Linked DNA regions of Canis lupus: region 1 is linked to region 2. Evidence: chromatin contacts called from public Hi-C data. All regions are on one chromosome and are shown on one strand. Each heading gives the region's core, a stretch centred on a gene start, on an enhancer-like site or on the middle of the called end of the contact. The rest is flanking DNA. Distances are from core to core; before and after follow the strand shown. Region 1 overlaps ABCA4 (ATP binding cassette subfamily A member 4). Region 2 overlaps LOC119872265 (a long non-coding RNA gene).

Evidence for each region. A called contact is a pair of places that touch in the nucleus more often than the background predicts.
Region 1: a contact with region 2 is called in a Hi-C map of blood, with 5 times the contacts expected there. The contact joins two enhancer-like sites. A contact is called at or near these places in 3 of 9 Hi-C or Micro-C datasets (amygdala, blood and liver).

What each region holds. Positions count from the first base shown.
Region 1 is chr6:55,633,987-55,637,906 of UU_Cfam_GSD_1.0, reverse strand. ABCA4 (ATP binding cassette subfamily A member 4) reads right to left here. Exons shown (of 51, transcript NM_001003360.2): 27 at 801-1,054. Among named protein-coding and RNA genes, the nearest start is that of GCLM, 80 kb to the left of the region's middle. Within about 2 kb of position 2,531, at least 3 of the 20 cell types and tissues checked have an H3K27ac peak or open chromatin away from gene starts, as enhancers often do. A contact at or near this core is called in blood, where this site is marked.
Region 2 is chr6:55,356,645-55,360,530 of UU_Cfam_GSD_1.0, reverse strand. It overlaps LOC119872265 (a long non-coding RNA gene), which reads left to right. Exons shown (of 4, transcript XR_005361203.1): 4 at 1-989. Among named protein-coding and RNA genes, the nearest start is that of ABCD3, 48 kb to the right of the region's middle. Within about 2 kb of position 1,445, at least 3 of the 20 cell types and tissues checked have an H3K27ac peak or open chromatin away from gene starts, as enhancers often do. A contact at or near this core is called in blood, where this site is marked.

The DNA.
Region 1 (3,920 bases), core at 1,282-3,781, 280 kb before region 2:
TAAGTAACAAAGAATTGCTAAATCACTATATTGTACACCTGAAACTAATATAACACTGTAGGTTAATAATACTGGAATTAAAATAAAAAGTGAATTAGGGATGCCTGGGTGGCTCAGTGGTTGAATCTCAGGGCATGATCCCAGGGTCCTGGGATCGAGTCTCACACTGGGCTCCCTATAGGGGAGCTTCTCCCTCTGCCTATGTCTCTGCCTCTCTCTATCTCTCATGAAAAAAATAAAATAAAATCTTAAAAAAAAGTTAATTAAAAAAAAGAAAAGAAAAAAGAGGCCAATAACCTTAATATGTAGGGTCATTGCAAAAATGAATGAAAATATGCGGCAGCCTGGGTGGCTCAGCGGTTTAGGGCCACCTTCAGCCCAGGGTATGATCCTGGAGAACCGGGGATCGAGTTCCACGTCGGGCTCCCTGCATGGAGCCTGCTTCTCCCTCTGCCTGTGTCTCTCTGTGTCTCTCATGAGTGAATAAATAAAATCTTTTAAAAAAATGAAAATATGACTTTACCCTTCACTGTAAGAATAAAAACAATCAATATAATTGTTATTATTTTATTTTCTCTGCTTGGTGAGGTCAAAAAACTTAGGAAGAATCTTTATGTTACTAAGAATTAAAATAAAAGTTGGCAAGGAGCAAACAAAGCCAATAGAACCTAAAGAGGGTGCTCATCTCTGTGTTTGAAGCACGTGCAGGAGAAAGCCGAGGAGAAGATGGTAAGGCCAGGAGAGGGCAGGCAGGCGGTGGCCACCAGGAGCCAAGCACGGGCAGGGACCAATAGTAATACCTGGGCCAGGAAGTCCTTGTGGCTGCGAATAGTGTGGTGGAATCGCTTGACCAGCAATGCCTGCACATGTTGGATGATGAGCTGCGCTCCTGTGTTGAGCCGGCTGCGTGCCTCTGGCTCTGAGGACGGCTGGCCCTCTGGGTGAGGAGCTGGCTCTGTAGAGCAGCCATTGGAGCCCTGGGGAATCTGTCTGGCTTTCTCTCTAGGGCTCAACCAGGGGTGTCGGAGGTTTTCTCTTTTCTGTTGAGTGCCACCTGATTTGGAAGATTGGATTAATAAATTTAGAAAAATACTCACAAGGTTTGACTCTCATATACCATTATTTCTTACTCCACTGGTTTTTCCCTTCATTTAAATCAGTGACAAAATATCAGGCCAGGTAGGTTAATAAACTTTAAAAAATTCTATTTGGGGGGCCCCTAGCTGGATCCATCAGCAGAGCACATGACTCTTAAACCAAGGGTCATGAGTTTAAGGCCCACATTGGGTGTGGAACTGACTAAAAATAAAATCAATAAATAAAAATAAAATAAAAGTTTTATTTTTTAGTGTAAATCATCTATAGACCTATAGACGGAATCACCCAAAATCCTTTAAAAAGTCTCTACAGGAGCCAAAGAAAAGAGGATATAAATGCATTGACAGAGAGGTCTAATACATATAACTAAGTAAAAAAAATTGAAGTTACAGAGCAGTATGTATAATACGATCATACTTATGTTAGCACATATATATAACAAATTATATTTTATACATACACACACACACACACACACACATATATATATGTAACTACAAAGCTCTCACAAAATATCCACCAAATGCTTAAAGAAGTTAGTACTTCAGGGATGGAGCTGGATAAGGGGCAGGGATGAAGGGAAAGGGTGATTTTAGCCTTTTTTGTATTATCTGAATTTATACATAGCAAAATGTATTAATCTGTAACCTGTGGACTGACGTAAAAGTCAGAGTTGACTTGTTTTTTTCTAAATTCTTAGAAGCCCCTGAGAAGTGGTGGAAAGACTAATGAACTAGGAGTTAGGAGACCTGAGTTTGAATCCTGACTCTTACTTGATGCATAAATTGGGCTAAGTGACTCACTCAGTCTAAATCTAGTTTTTATATCTGTAAAATGAAAGTGAAAATATCTCACAGGGTTGTTCTGAAGATTATATGAGCTAACATGTAAATGTGCTCTAAGAACTACTCACTGCAAGTCATTAGTTATGCCGAAGCTATAGTTTATCATCACCAATTAATGTTCATGTGTAGAACATGTTGTTGGACATAAAGAGAGAGCCTAGAGGACTGTTGGTTGGTCCCCAGCTGCTTTCTTGACCCTCCTAGAGTCCCCTAGCACAAGCGCAGCTGCAAAGGGAGTTGGGTCAGCCCAGTCATCCTTTCACCCAATACTCATGGGCACCTGCAATGCAGCACTCTGGCTTTGTAGGCTCACTGATGACCTAGTGTCAGAGTCCCAGTTCTCCTGCCTCCTCTCTCTCATCTGGGCTCAGATTTTTTTTTTTTTTTAAGATTTTAACATTTATTTTAGAGAGACAGTGAGAGAGTCCAAGCAGCGGGAGGGGCAGGAGATAGAGAGAAGAAGCAGACTCCCTCTAAGTGGACAGCCCAACGTGGGGCTCTAGATCCCACAAGACCCTGAGATCATGACACCAGCTGAAACCAAGAGTCAGACGCTTAACTGACTGAGCCACCATGGTGCCCCGAGGGTTCAGATTTGGTGTGTGTGTGGCTCGCCCTCCCTCTGGTGAGATCCCTGCTGCCTTTCCCCAGGTCTATCCCATAAGCTTTGCTCTCTTTCTGATGCCCCATCCAGACCGGAGCCCACTGCCCAGGCAAGAGCTGAGGGCAAGAACTGTTTGTTCCTGGCTTTCTGCTGCCCTCTAGTGGTCACTGGCTGTGAGCCACACCCTCAGAAGCGGCAATGACCCTTCTGGTACCTTGAAACTTGCGCCCCCAATGGATAGCAAGTTCCTCCAGACTGGAGATAAGATCAGAAACTGTCATCTCTAAAACTGAGCCAATTAAAAAATGCATTTAGCCATCTGAAAAATGGGAGCAGTGAGAGTATGGACTTGGTCCTATATTTGAGAGCTAAAACCAGGGAGTAAAACTCAGAAGCCTGAGTGACTTTAAGGCAAGTCATCCAATCTGTGTAAACTCAGTTTTTCCCAGAAGGGGCTAACCTGTGCCTTAACAGCTCCATGAGATTATAGTGACAAAACAATGGATGTTAAGTGCTCCATGAAATATAAAGGGTTAAACAAGTTTGAGGTAAAAGATGATTTGTAAATGTTGACATTAGGATTTTGCTAAATCTCAATCAGAAATCACAGGCTGTGTTAACACTCGGCATGTATTAACTCATTTAATTCTCTCAACAATCCTAAAAGGTGGGTACTATTATCTACCCCATTTTGGAGATGAGGAATTTGAAGTAAAAAAGGACTCAGTATTTCCCCAAAGCTACTCAGTTAGCAAATTGTGAGGCAAATTATGGGGATCCACCTTATTCTAGCAGCTACACTCTTAGCTTCTACCCCTGCATGTCTCTTTGGAACTTCCTATTCTGTGCCAGGACTGATCAGTCTTCTGATGTGTTACTTATTTTCCTGATAAGACCTAATTATTAAGGAGTATTCTGTGCAGATAAAAGCCCCAACTCTTGAAACCGTCATATAGCATCCAATATAAATTTGCATATTTTCATTGTGGCCTTGGTTACTGTAAGTCTTTGTCTTTGGGTGACCTGGGACAACTCAGTTGCTGTATCTGCAAAGCTGGAAAGAACAGCTGCGCCCTTTGGTGAGCTGCTCCCACCCTCTCCGGCAGACTGCCCTTCCCTCTCATTCTGCCAGGATGCCCAACTCTTCTGGCCACTGCATGACCACCTGGACCATGCAGCGCATTTGGGCTGGTATATTTGACCACTGGTAGTTCTAGGCATAAGCTGGTAAGCAGACTTCTGGGACCACTTACGAAGCAAGATGAAAACCATACTATCTTAAGAGTTGGCATCAGAAACTTCACAGGAAGGAAACAGTCTTTGCTGTGCTCTACTGTACTGGGCAGAGAGAGGTAACCAATAGGCGGAGCCCA
Region 2 (3,886 bases), core at 196-2,695:
GCTGGGCAGCCCCGGTGGCCCAGCGCCTGATCCTGGAGACCCGGGATGGAGTCCCATGTCGGGCTCCCTGCGTGGGGCTTGCTTCTCCCTCTGCCTGTGCTCCCACTGTGCCAGCACAGAACGGTGGTTGGACCATCATCTCTTCCCTCTTGCCTTCTTCTTCCCCTTCCCTTTTCTGCTCTTCCCATCTCAGCATGACAAAATTGGGACTCTGGCCTAGACTTCAGGGCTCGTTACTTCCTTACTGTTCTTAAGCCTGTACTTTACATAAGTATGAAAGAGAGAAAGTGAAATAACAATTTCCAAGGAATTATCACTCTTTGAATAGTCTTATTGGGACATCTGAAGGACCTCAAGTTCCTTTTCTCTGGGGTGGTTGGCTCACGCTCTCAAAAGTCATGCGCAGGAGCCCTTTGGAACGTGTGTCCCTTGGCAGATTCTTCCCTCCCCCTGGGGGAGGCCAGCGGCCCTGGGGGCGGGGAGGGTGCGCTGCAGGTGCAGGAGGCTCCCCACGCTCCACCCCGCCTCCGCCTCCAGGGACTGGCCCTCCCGGGGAGGAGACCGGGACTGGGACAGAAGACCCTGTGCGTCATTAATTTTTTTTTTTAAGTACCTAAAACCTACTTTGAGCTTTTCTTTACCAAAGCCCAGCACTAGAAAGCCCTGCTGCCATGCTCTCAGGGCCGTCTCTCATTTGCTCAGGTGTAAACTTGGAAAAGAAACCAGGAGTCGCCAAAGCAGCCCCGCCTTCGATAACCCGTCAAAGCAGGGAATTGGGGCTCTTTGCAGCAGATCCCAGGAACCCCATTTCCCTCCTATATGATGGGGCTGCCAAATTGCAACCAGTGAAGCGTAATCTTAAAAGGTGATTTTCTTTTTTTTTTTATATTTTTTAATTTTTATTTATTTATGATAGTCACAGAGAGAGAAAGAGAGGCAGAGACACAGGCAGAGGGAGAAGCAGGCTCCATGCAGAGAGAGAAAGAGAGGCAGAGACACAGGCAGAGGGAGAAGCAGGCTCCATGCACCAGGAGCCCGACGTGGGAATTGATCCTGGGTCTCCAGGATCTGGCCCTGGGCAAAGGCAGGCGCCAAACCACTGCGCCACCCAGGGATCCCCTTAAAAGGTAATTTTCATTAAAACTTTAATAGAAACAGAAAATTTTTCTCCAGTTCTTCTATGAGTAGGATCTAGAACAGAGAAAGAAAAGATTTGGTGTATGTTGAATTGAAATGTTGTACTTGACTCCGTGTGTTGTATTTTTGTTCCAATTATATAGAGCTGTGTGTTAATTTTCATCTAATTTAAAGAACCAGAGGAGGAACTGGCCCCTTAGGTTTTCAAAAGGAATCTTTTGGCACCATCTTGTGACTATTTATGGTACAATTTAACCAAAACCAAAAGCGGTCTTCTGGAACTCTCTTGTGGCGCCTCATGGAACTGAGAAAAAAGTGACAGCTACGAATAATGCTTCTTGTCTCAGATATCATGAAGATTTTCGTTCCTTCTGCTGTTATAAATATTAGCGACTCGCTGAAGAGTCACAGTACGGCCACACTCATTATTCTCTTTGTGTAAATTTGAAACACAGCACAACAATAAAGTTTCATTTTAACCTCAAAGATGGAAAAAAGGGGAATCTCTCCAACATTTTAACATTTGTTAAGAACCACAAAAATTTATCAGTCCGGGGTGCCTGGGTGGCTCAGCCTGCTAAGCAGCTGCCTACACCTCAGATTGTTAACCCCCTAGGTCCCGGGATCCCTGGGTCCTGGGATCCTTCAGCTTGGGCTCTTCACTCAGCAGGGAGCCTGTTTCTCCTTCTCCCTCTGCTCCTCCCCCTTCATGCTCACTCACTCTCTCTCAAAGAAATAAATAAAATCTTAAAAAAAAAAAAAAAAAAGACCAAAGAAAATATAAACTGTCCTGGTGCTATACTCATGCAGCAGAACCACGAACATGGAAATGCCCGCCCATCCTGGTAAGCTTATTGTGCTTTCTAATCTCCTCAGGTGTGCCGATAGTTAATTTTCACAACAGCCCTAAGAGGTAGGACTCTATTATAATTGTCATCCCCCACTGAGAAAACTGAAGCACAGAAAGGCAATTGACTGCGAAAGGCCAATGACCAGCGAGTGCCAGAGCTGGGATGCATCCAGGCCATTCCCTCACAGCCCACATCCCTCACCCCTACCTCACAGTGCCTCTAGCTCTACTAGGACTCCCCAGTATGTGATTTCAGTGACTGTTAGTGTTCTGTGTTAATCTTCACTGTTATGATAGCCTTTGAGCAATGCCACCTAAGTGCTTATTAAATGGTGGTGGCAGTGTCAGTCCTGAGAAAAGTGTTTGAAAATACTCTGTGGACATGGACTTAAGTTGTGCGAAAAGTTGAGGTGCAATGCAAGACATCAGCAAAGTCTCATTTTAACCTCAAAAATGGAAATAAAGGAGATCCCACTGCATTTTCTACATTTGCTAAGAACCACAACATTCTAAGCTGGCCAGCCAAACAAGTGCATAATGTTTGTGCTGTTAATATAGGAGAGACTTTTCAGGATTGCCCAGCCTTGACACTATGGACATTTGGGGCCTGATAATTCTTTGTTGTTGAGGGCTCTCCTGTGCATTGTAGGATATTTAGCAGCATCCCTATGAATAGATGCCAGTTGTGACAATAGTCCATTGAAGGAAAGCAAGAGTTCAGGGTGATGATGGTTTCTTATTGGCCAAGTTGTGGTATTTTCTTATCAGCTGAGCTTGTTGCCAGGCAAGAAGAAACACTTCCTTCCTCCTGCTGGAGTAGTAAAGTAGTCTTCTTCTTGTTGGATATGTAAGTAAATCTCTTCCTGTTGGGGTCTGCAACTGACCATGAGTGATGAGGTGTGAGAACTCCTTGCAGCCTTTGGTCCATCTTAGGAGGTTTCCCTTATTCAGTTTCATTAGTTTTATTTAAGATGATTTCTGGGACACCTGGCTGGATCAGTCAGTTGGACATCTGCCTTTGGCTCAGGTCATGATCCTGGGTTCCTGAAATTGAGCCCCATGTCAGGCTTAATGATTTCTGTGTCAAGGTTTTTATATCCTCATCCAAGGCCTTGGATGAAAATGGGGCTTGACTTTGACAAATCCATTGCAACTCACTTCTCCACTTTGAGATAGAATGAAATGTCTAGATCCTAATACACTTGTGCCCCAAATATCTTCCCTTCCTTAAAAGTTTACTTTCCTCTTTAAGTATATGGAAAGGTTTTGTCTGTATTCCACCTGAGTTGTCTATCAAGAACTGTTTTTTAGTGTTTGTGCTTCTTCCTCTGCTCATGGCTGCTCCAGGCCTTGAATTCCTAGGCATGAGTTCTACCAGAAGGCTCTTCCACCTGCACCAGAGGAGGAGTGAGTGTGGGGCAGGCCACACTTCGGTTATTATACATTCCCTTTATTTTCTAGTAATAAATATTTGCAAGTGTTATATCCTCTGGTTAGATCGACCTGTTTATCATTAAATACTACCTATCTTTGTCACTTATTACAGTCTTTGTTTTAAGGTCTATTTTGTGTTGGGGCGCCTGGGTGGCTCAGTCTGTTAAGTGTCCGACTATGGATTTCTGCTCAAGTCATGATCTCAAGGTTGTGAGATGGAGCCCATCTCTGTGCTGGGTGTGGAGCCTACTTAAGATTTTCTTTCTCCCTCTGCCCCTCTCCCACTTCCTCTCTAAAATAAAAAGAGAGAGAGAGAGAAATTTAAGAGGAAGAATGATAAGTACCTTGTAGGCTAATTAATAGATTTTGGGGATCCCTGGGTGGCGCAGCGGTTTGGCGCCTGCCTTTGACCCAGGGCGCGATCCTGGAGACCCGGGATCGAATCCCATGTCGGGCTTCCGGTGC